Regions from separate parts of the Triticum aestivum genome. Here region 2 is linked to region 1. Evidence: chromatin contacts called from public Hi-C data. All regions are on one chromosome and are shown on one strand. The core of a region is the stretch at or near the end of the contact, and the rest is flanking DNA. Distances in the headings are between cores, read along the strand shown.

Region 1 (3,365 bases), core at 571-3,070:
CTTCTGTCCTCCAAGGATCAAATCTTTGCTCAGCTTCTTATGATGAGTCACCTGCCATTCATCCTCCCTATATGGTGCTAACTTCTTCATGGATACATATTGGTTCAGATCCCTGTCATCTGATTGCAGTATCTCATACGTCTCCAGGCCAAAACTGTTTGGCTGAACTTGCCTATATTTGAACCGTGTCTTCAGATCTCCAATGGTGTCCTCGTAGTCTAGCTTATAATACTCATCAAGCTCCTTCTCAAGCTCCACCTTGTCCTTGAGAGAGATCTTCCCCTTCTTTTTCTCGCCTTCCTCCTCACCATTTGCAAGCTCCTTATTTTTCTTCTTCTTTTTCTTCTCACCAGTGGCAGTAGACCCTTCTTTACCATCAAGAGCCCAATCTTTAGGTAGCCCAAGCAATTCATCTTCCTTGTCAAAATCAGGTTTGACCAAATCCAAATCATCTCCACTTCCAAACCCAGGATCAACCTCATCAGCACCATAGTAGCTGTCGTCGAACATCTCCTGCATTTTCCTGTCATAATCCTCTGGATCAAAATCTTCCTCCAAGTCATCTGCACCAAGCTTACAGGCAGCTTCCCCTTCAATTCCAGCAATCATCCGGATCTTCTCAAGCTTCTCAGCAATCTCTTTCTTCTTCAAATTCTTGAGATGCTTCAGCTCCTCTGCCTGCTCCTGCTTGGCTCGCGCAAGCCGTTCCTCTTTGCTCTTGCGCTGCTTCTTTCTGCCGCTCTCCTTCTTCCTCACAGACCCCTCAACAACCCGGGGATGTCCCATTACCCGATCAGTCACCACTCCCTCTGAAGCTTCCACCTCCTCATGCCGGAATTTATAATCCCCCAACTTATTATAAATATCCTCATAGTCCTCCTGAGTTTCGATCACATCCTCTTCCTGTGAGACCTCCTGGATATCATCCAGCGAGAACTTTTCCGGCACTGGTTCAAGGTACGGCCTATTGAGGATGTAATTCTTCAAAAACTTCTCATTTTCATCCAGCTTGTCATCATCCCCAAAAACCTCAACCAACAGCTCCTCGGTCTGCTTCTCGTCTTCGTCCTCTTCGCTGTCGCCACCATCTCCTTCAGCCTGCTTCGCCTTGAACAGATCGTCCTCCTCGTCATCGCCATCCCCCAATGCCTTCTTCTCCGCCTCAAGGAACTCCTTCAGCCCCTCCCTCTGGAGCTCGTTGTACGCAATCCGGTCATACTTGCTGCCACGGCCAGCCTGCGCCGCGAACTCGGGGCCCTCCTCGAGCAGGTGCTGGGCGTTGACGTCCTTGAGGTACAGTGGGCGCTCCTTCTTGGCCTTCTTCCCCTCCTTGGGCTCCCCCTCGGCGTCGTCCTCGTCCTCCGACGAGGAGGAGTACACCTTGGCGTCCTTGTCGAAGATGGCGCTGTCGCCGCTACGGATGCGGCGGATGACCTGGAGCACGCGGCGGTCGACGCGGCGCGAGGCGGCGGCGACGGCCTCGTCCTCATCCGACTCGTCGTCGGAGTCGTCCTCGTCCTCGTCGTCGGGGTCGGCGACGACGCCCTTCTTCTTCTTCTCCTTGAGGCGCTCCAGCGCCTCGCGCCGCTTCCTGTGCTCGAATTTCCGAGCGTACCCCTCGTTGATCTGGATCTTGGAGTAGTCCTCGGCGGGGCCGTCCGAGTCGTCGTCGGAGCCCGCGAGGATGTCCAGCACCCTCCTCCTCCCCTCCCCCTCTCCACTCATCTCCTCCGGCGACGCCTTTATTGCTGGGTGGCGGCGGCGGCGGCGGCGGCGCTGCTCGTGCTAGGGTTTTCGCGAATGGAGACACCGCTTGGGGCTGCGGATCAACCGGTACCGTATTTACGACCGAGCAGTCTGGCAACGCGGGCCCACCTCGCCAGCTCAGCGCCACGGCCCGTTGGGTTCATTCTCGGCCCAATGAGGCCCGGTCCAGCCCAATCCGTCGCGGCAGTCTCGTCCGCGCGGCCGCACCTATATAGCCCCTCCCGCTAAACCCTAGCGAGCTCTCCATTTGCGCCGCCGCCTCCCCCGAAGCCATCCGCATCCCCACGCTCGCTCGCTCGCCCGACGCGATGGCTCCCACCAAGAAGGCGGTACGAACCCTAATCGATCCCCGCCCGCCGCTCCTCCCATTTCGGCCTGATTCGTTCTCCGGTGGTTATCTCGCCGTGTCTTTCTTTCTGAGAGATCTTCTGACTGTTTTTTCGGTTGATGGGTGCGCTCTGCAGAAGAAGAGCGGGGAGAACATCAACAACAAGCTGCAGCTGGTGATGAAGAGCGGCAAGTACACGCTCGGCTACAAGACCGTCCTCAAGACGCTCCGCAGCTCCAAGGGTATGGATAGATCGGCTCTCTGCTTTTTACGGCTTTTTTTTATCTCACTGTTGATTGATTTGTCGCTGTGGCTGATCTGCTAGTTCTCTTGTCTGCTGGATCCGAAGGGTAGTGCTGTAACTTACGCTCGGGACCGTGTTAATTCCAGAGATGCGTGATTAGGTTTTGTAGAATGAAGTGGTTAATATCTGCTTTGTGGCTGTCAATTACTTGCTGTACTTATTATTAGTGGGAAATAAGTTGAACTGTATGCGTATTCTCTGCACGTGTGTAGTGATGCCCACTGAAGTTTGTAGCGTTGAAACTTTTAGTTCGTAGAATGGGACTGAAGTTTACCTCATTGGCTTGCTTTCGCCGTGCCTTGGAGATGAATACAGCGCCCTAGAACAAGCCACTTCTTAGTTATGACTTCTGCCAGACCTTTTAAATGTCTAGTGGACAATGGGAGGTTGAAATATTTCTGTTTGCTGATAGCTGTTTGTGCTGTGTTTCGGTTGTGTGTTGGAAGTTGTCTTGTAGTTTGTACCGATCAATTTAGTTTGTATAGTGGGACACATTGTTGTTTGTACCGATCAAATTAGTTTGTAGAATGGGACTGAAGTTTACCTCACTGGCTTGCTTTGGCTGTGCCTTAGAGATGAATACAGCTCCCTAAAACAAGCCACCTCTTGTATTGAGACTTCTACAAGACCTCCTCCATGTCTAGTGGACAGTGGGAGGTTGAATATTTCTATTTGCTGAATTAAGTTTGTACTGCAGTTTAGCTTGTTGTCTTGCTTTTGGTGTGCCTAAGAGGTGGAATGCATTGCCTGAGGCAATTGCATCTTTGTTGGGCAGTTTGGAGTTTAAAACTGATACAGCCAGATGAGTTTTCTTGCCATTTAGGGCGTTTATAGATTGTTTTTCTCTTTTTTTCATTTCTACAATTTTATTCCAGTGGTTTGTGCTTTTGTAATGATTTTTACTTTTTGTTGTGTTAGAATATTGGACTGTAGAACGGGACTGAAATTTGGCTCCTTGGCATCTTT
Region 2 (3,365 bases), core at 470-2,969, 130 kb after region 1:
TGCCCCTTAAAAAAGGCGAACTGACAGGGATGAGAGAGGCGCTCCACCACCGGGGCGAACCACATCGCACACACCTTAGAGAAGATCTGTTCTAGAACATTGATCATCGTGATCGGCCTAAAGTGTCGGATATCCGTCGCCCCAGCTAGTTTGTGTGTTAGGGTAATCTCTTTATACATGACATGTCCAATGTCCCGATGTAGAATTCTTGGAACGTTGGCATAATCACTGGCTGAAGCTACCCCTAGAACTTTTGGAAGAAGGAGACTGGGAGCCCATTCGGACCGAGTGCTGAGCTAGTCTTCATCTCCGCGATCACCCGACCAACCTCCTATGGCAGAAATGGGAGGGTAAGTTTCGCATTATCCTCAGCTGAGACCCAAGCATCGACTAGCCAGAAGTCTGTCGGCAAAGAAAACCTGGACTGGGGCTCCATTGTGAAGAGCTCTTATAGAGGAGTAGGCGTGTGCAATGACCCCCCCCCCCCTCCCAAGAGGATGTCTCCCTTCCATAAACAAATGGATTGAGAATTTTCGCTGCCACCCATAACCCATTCACAATGGGGGGAAATAAGCGGTGTTGGCATCACCCTTCAAAAATCAATTCCATCCGCTTCTATGTTGCCAAAAAAAGCCCATCAGTGACATTGCATAGGAAAAAAGATGAGCATGCAAGTTTGCGTGTGTTGAAACATAAACGACAGCACTAAACACCCTACTTAGGTCTTGAATATCGTGGACGACCGATGTGATTTTCACGATGGTTACCTCTGTTTTGAAACCGGCTGGGAATTCCCGACAAGTAGGTTGCAGGCGCGCCATAATTTCCGCATGGTGGTGACGATACGCTGAAAACCCCTATGTCCTCATCCATGCAATGAAAAATACACGCCTAAAATTTCATCCATATATGAATCGAGTGATTTGCTTTCGGTGGTGCTATCCAACAATCGTTTGCTGGAGGTGCATGGCAAAGCAAATGTTTGGCACGGCAATTTACGTTGCAGGAGCATGACGATTCCTTCAAGTGAACACGACAATTTTCGCGGTAAAACCCTTTGCTCTCAGAAATTGTCATTGTGTTTCTGAAGAAATCGGCACGGGCGTTATAAAAAAATCACAAAAATGGCTATTGTGGTCCTATGTTTTCGGTACACCCCTGACCAGAGGGTGTACATCTCTTTGGGTCTCTTTTTTTTTTCTTTTTGAGGATTGCATCTCTTTGGGTCGACAAAATTGACCATGACATGTTGGTCGACCATCGTCCGAAGGTGGCCTTCCAGAGGCCAGCGGAGACGCACGCACCTGCCACAACGGATTCTGTTGAGAGACCTGGTTAGGGTTAGGCCACCTACGAATCGTGTGCACCGGTGCACGTCACATCTTCCAGATCGGTCGCAAAGTGGAAACTCTCTCTCACAGATCCTACTGAAAAACCACAATACTACTCCGATACGTATACGAGGTTAGTTTGCGTAGGTAACCCGGAGTCCGATACGTATTCGCGGCTGGTCCCGCTCGTCGTAGATCCCGTGGGCGTGGGCGGGCGGCTTCCCACCCGAACCGGACCGGACCCGCCACGTCGGCGGAGTCCAACGCATTTCCGACGACGCGAACCAACGGCGCGGCGCCACGTGGAGCGCGTGCGCCGAACTTGCAGCACCGATACCGCGTCCGTCCGTCCACGCCATCATCCTCCGTCCCCCCTCCTCGTAATCATCTCCGACTCTTCTTCCCCCACCCCCACCCCCAGACGAGGCTCGTAATCCCGACCCGAACCCGGCGGAATCTCGCGCCGGTCAAACCCTATCGCACACGCGCGGGCTCGGATCGGGAGGACTAGGTTCGCGCCGGCTGCTGCCCTCCGGCGGTCTCCACGGGGTCGGCGTCGGCGGCGGCGGCGGAGGAGAAGAGAGATGGAGGGGCTTCTGCACAAGCTCAAGGGGCTCGACGCCTACCCCAAGGTCAACGAGGACTTCTACAAGCGCACGCTCTCCGGCGGCGTCGTCACGCTCCTCTCCGCCCTCGTCATGCTGCTCCTCTTCGTCTCAGAGACCAGTAAGCGCCGCCTCCCCTCCTCCCCCTCCTCCTCCTCCTCCTCCTCGGCCCGCAATGGCGGCGCCGCGACGCGGAATTCAAGGTTTACGGTCCTCAAAAAAGATGTCCAATTATACTTCTTGCTTGCTTGCTTAGATGTCTCTGGGAATTGATGGGTTGTGGCAGCTCGGATTGGGGCGAGACTCGATTCCAATGACGCGGATTTGGCACCGTCTGCTTGAAATTGAATGCTGTGCAAGATTTTGTAGATGCTTTTGGGTTTGCCGGCGGTAAAATTCTTTTCGGTTCGACAGAGGTGGTCTATCTGGCCAAGCAATGTCTTTGCCGTCCGGGGAAGGAAAAGCTTCCACTTTTTGCCGGACATGTCTACCTGTGCTGCGCTGGGCATTGCCGCAGATTGCAATGCTTGAGCTGTTGGAAGATTCCTGAAAAACTTGCCGTTTTAGTCCACTCTGTTGTGCCAGTTTGGTGGGGGACAAGATTCAGTTTTTTCATCTGTAAGTGTTCATGAAAGGTCATACCTTTGCTGCTGTGTTCTTGCCTCTGGTTCAGATCATGTGTTCAGAAATACTCCCTCTGTTCCTGAGGTCGATGGTGTTTACATATTTTGGTGCATACCACCCTGGCCGTGTGGTTTGGTGGGCAATTTAACCCTCTCTTGACGCTCGATGCATGGATCGGCGCGTGACACTAGTGTCATTGAGGTCGCGCTACCAACGGGTAATAACTGCACGTGAGGGGTAATTTTGCAGGACACTCGATTAAATGGCGCCACGAGTTAGGAAGGGTAGTTTTGGAAAATATACCTAGGAACCGCGGGATAATGGTGCCACGAGTTAGGAAGGGTAGTTTTGGAAAATATACCTAGGAACCGCGGGAAAATGACGCCATGAGTTAGGAAGGGTAGTTTTGGAAAATACACCTAGGAACCGCGGGAAAATGGCGCCACAAGTTAGGAAGGGTAGTTTTGGAAAACATATAAAATCGGAACGGAAGGAGTAGGTTGTCATTTGGGTTAGCACGCCTGCGCCATCAAATATGTTCTTTGGAATGTCTGCTGGTAAAAAGGTTATATTTCTTAGTCAACATATTTTGACCAGAATGGGTTTGCAGTATATAAAGTACTAAAGTTTAAGCGTTGAGGTCAATGCCAATGTTCTGCCAGAAATTTGCAGTTGGAATATGTTGTGGTTTGCTCTGTTGGCCAAGTTTGGTTGTGCGTTTTTGTCCAGTGTCTAGTCATGAAATCTGTTGTGCATTTGGTCTTATCTTTTTTTTTTCCTTTTTTTTCAATATCGTGACCCTTTA

What was found. Hi-C and Micro-C count contacts between places; a contact is called where the count stands out from the background.
Region 2: a Hi-C map of leaf shows a contact between it and region 1, with 4 times the contacts expected there. The contact joins the promoter of LOC123182422 here to the promoter of LOC100682439 in region 1. A contact is called at or near these places in 3 of 5 Hi-C or Micro-C datasets (all in leaf).

What each region holds. Positions count from the first base shown.
Region 1 is chr1D:405,688,275-405,691,639 of IWGSC CS RefSeq v2.1, forward strand. LOC100682439 (calcium-dependent protein kinase 2) reads right to left here and starts at 1,821. Exons shown (of 8, transcript XM_044594976.1): 1 at 52-1,821. The coding sequence starts at 1,725. LOC606338 (60S ribosomal protein L30-like) reads left to right here and starts at 2,013. Exons shown (of 5, transcript NM_001428009.1): 1 at 2,013-2,096; 2 at 2,232-2,337. The coding sequence starts at 2,076.
Region 2 is chr1D:405,820,126-405,823,490 of IWGSC CS RefSeq v2.1, forward strand. LOC123182422 (endoplasmic reticulum-Golgi intermediate compartment protein 3) reads left to right here and starts at 1,720. Exons shown (of 13, transcript XM_044594977.1): 1 at 1,720-2,057. The coding sequence starts at 1,916.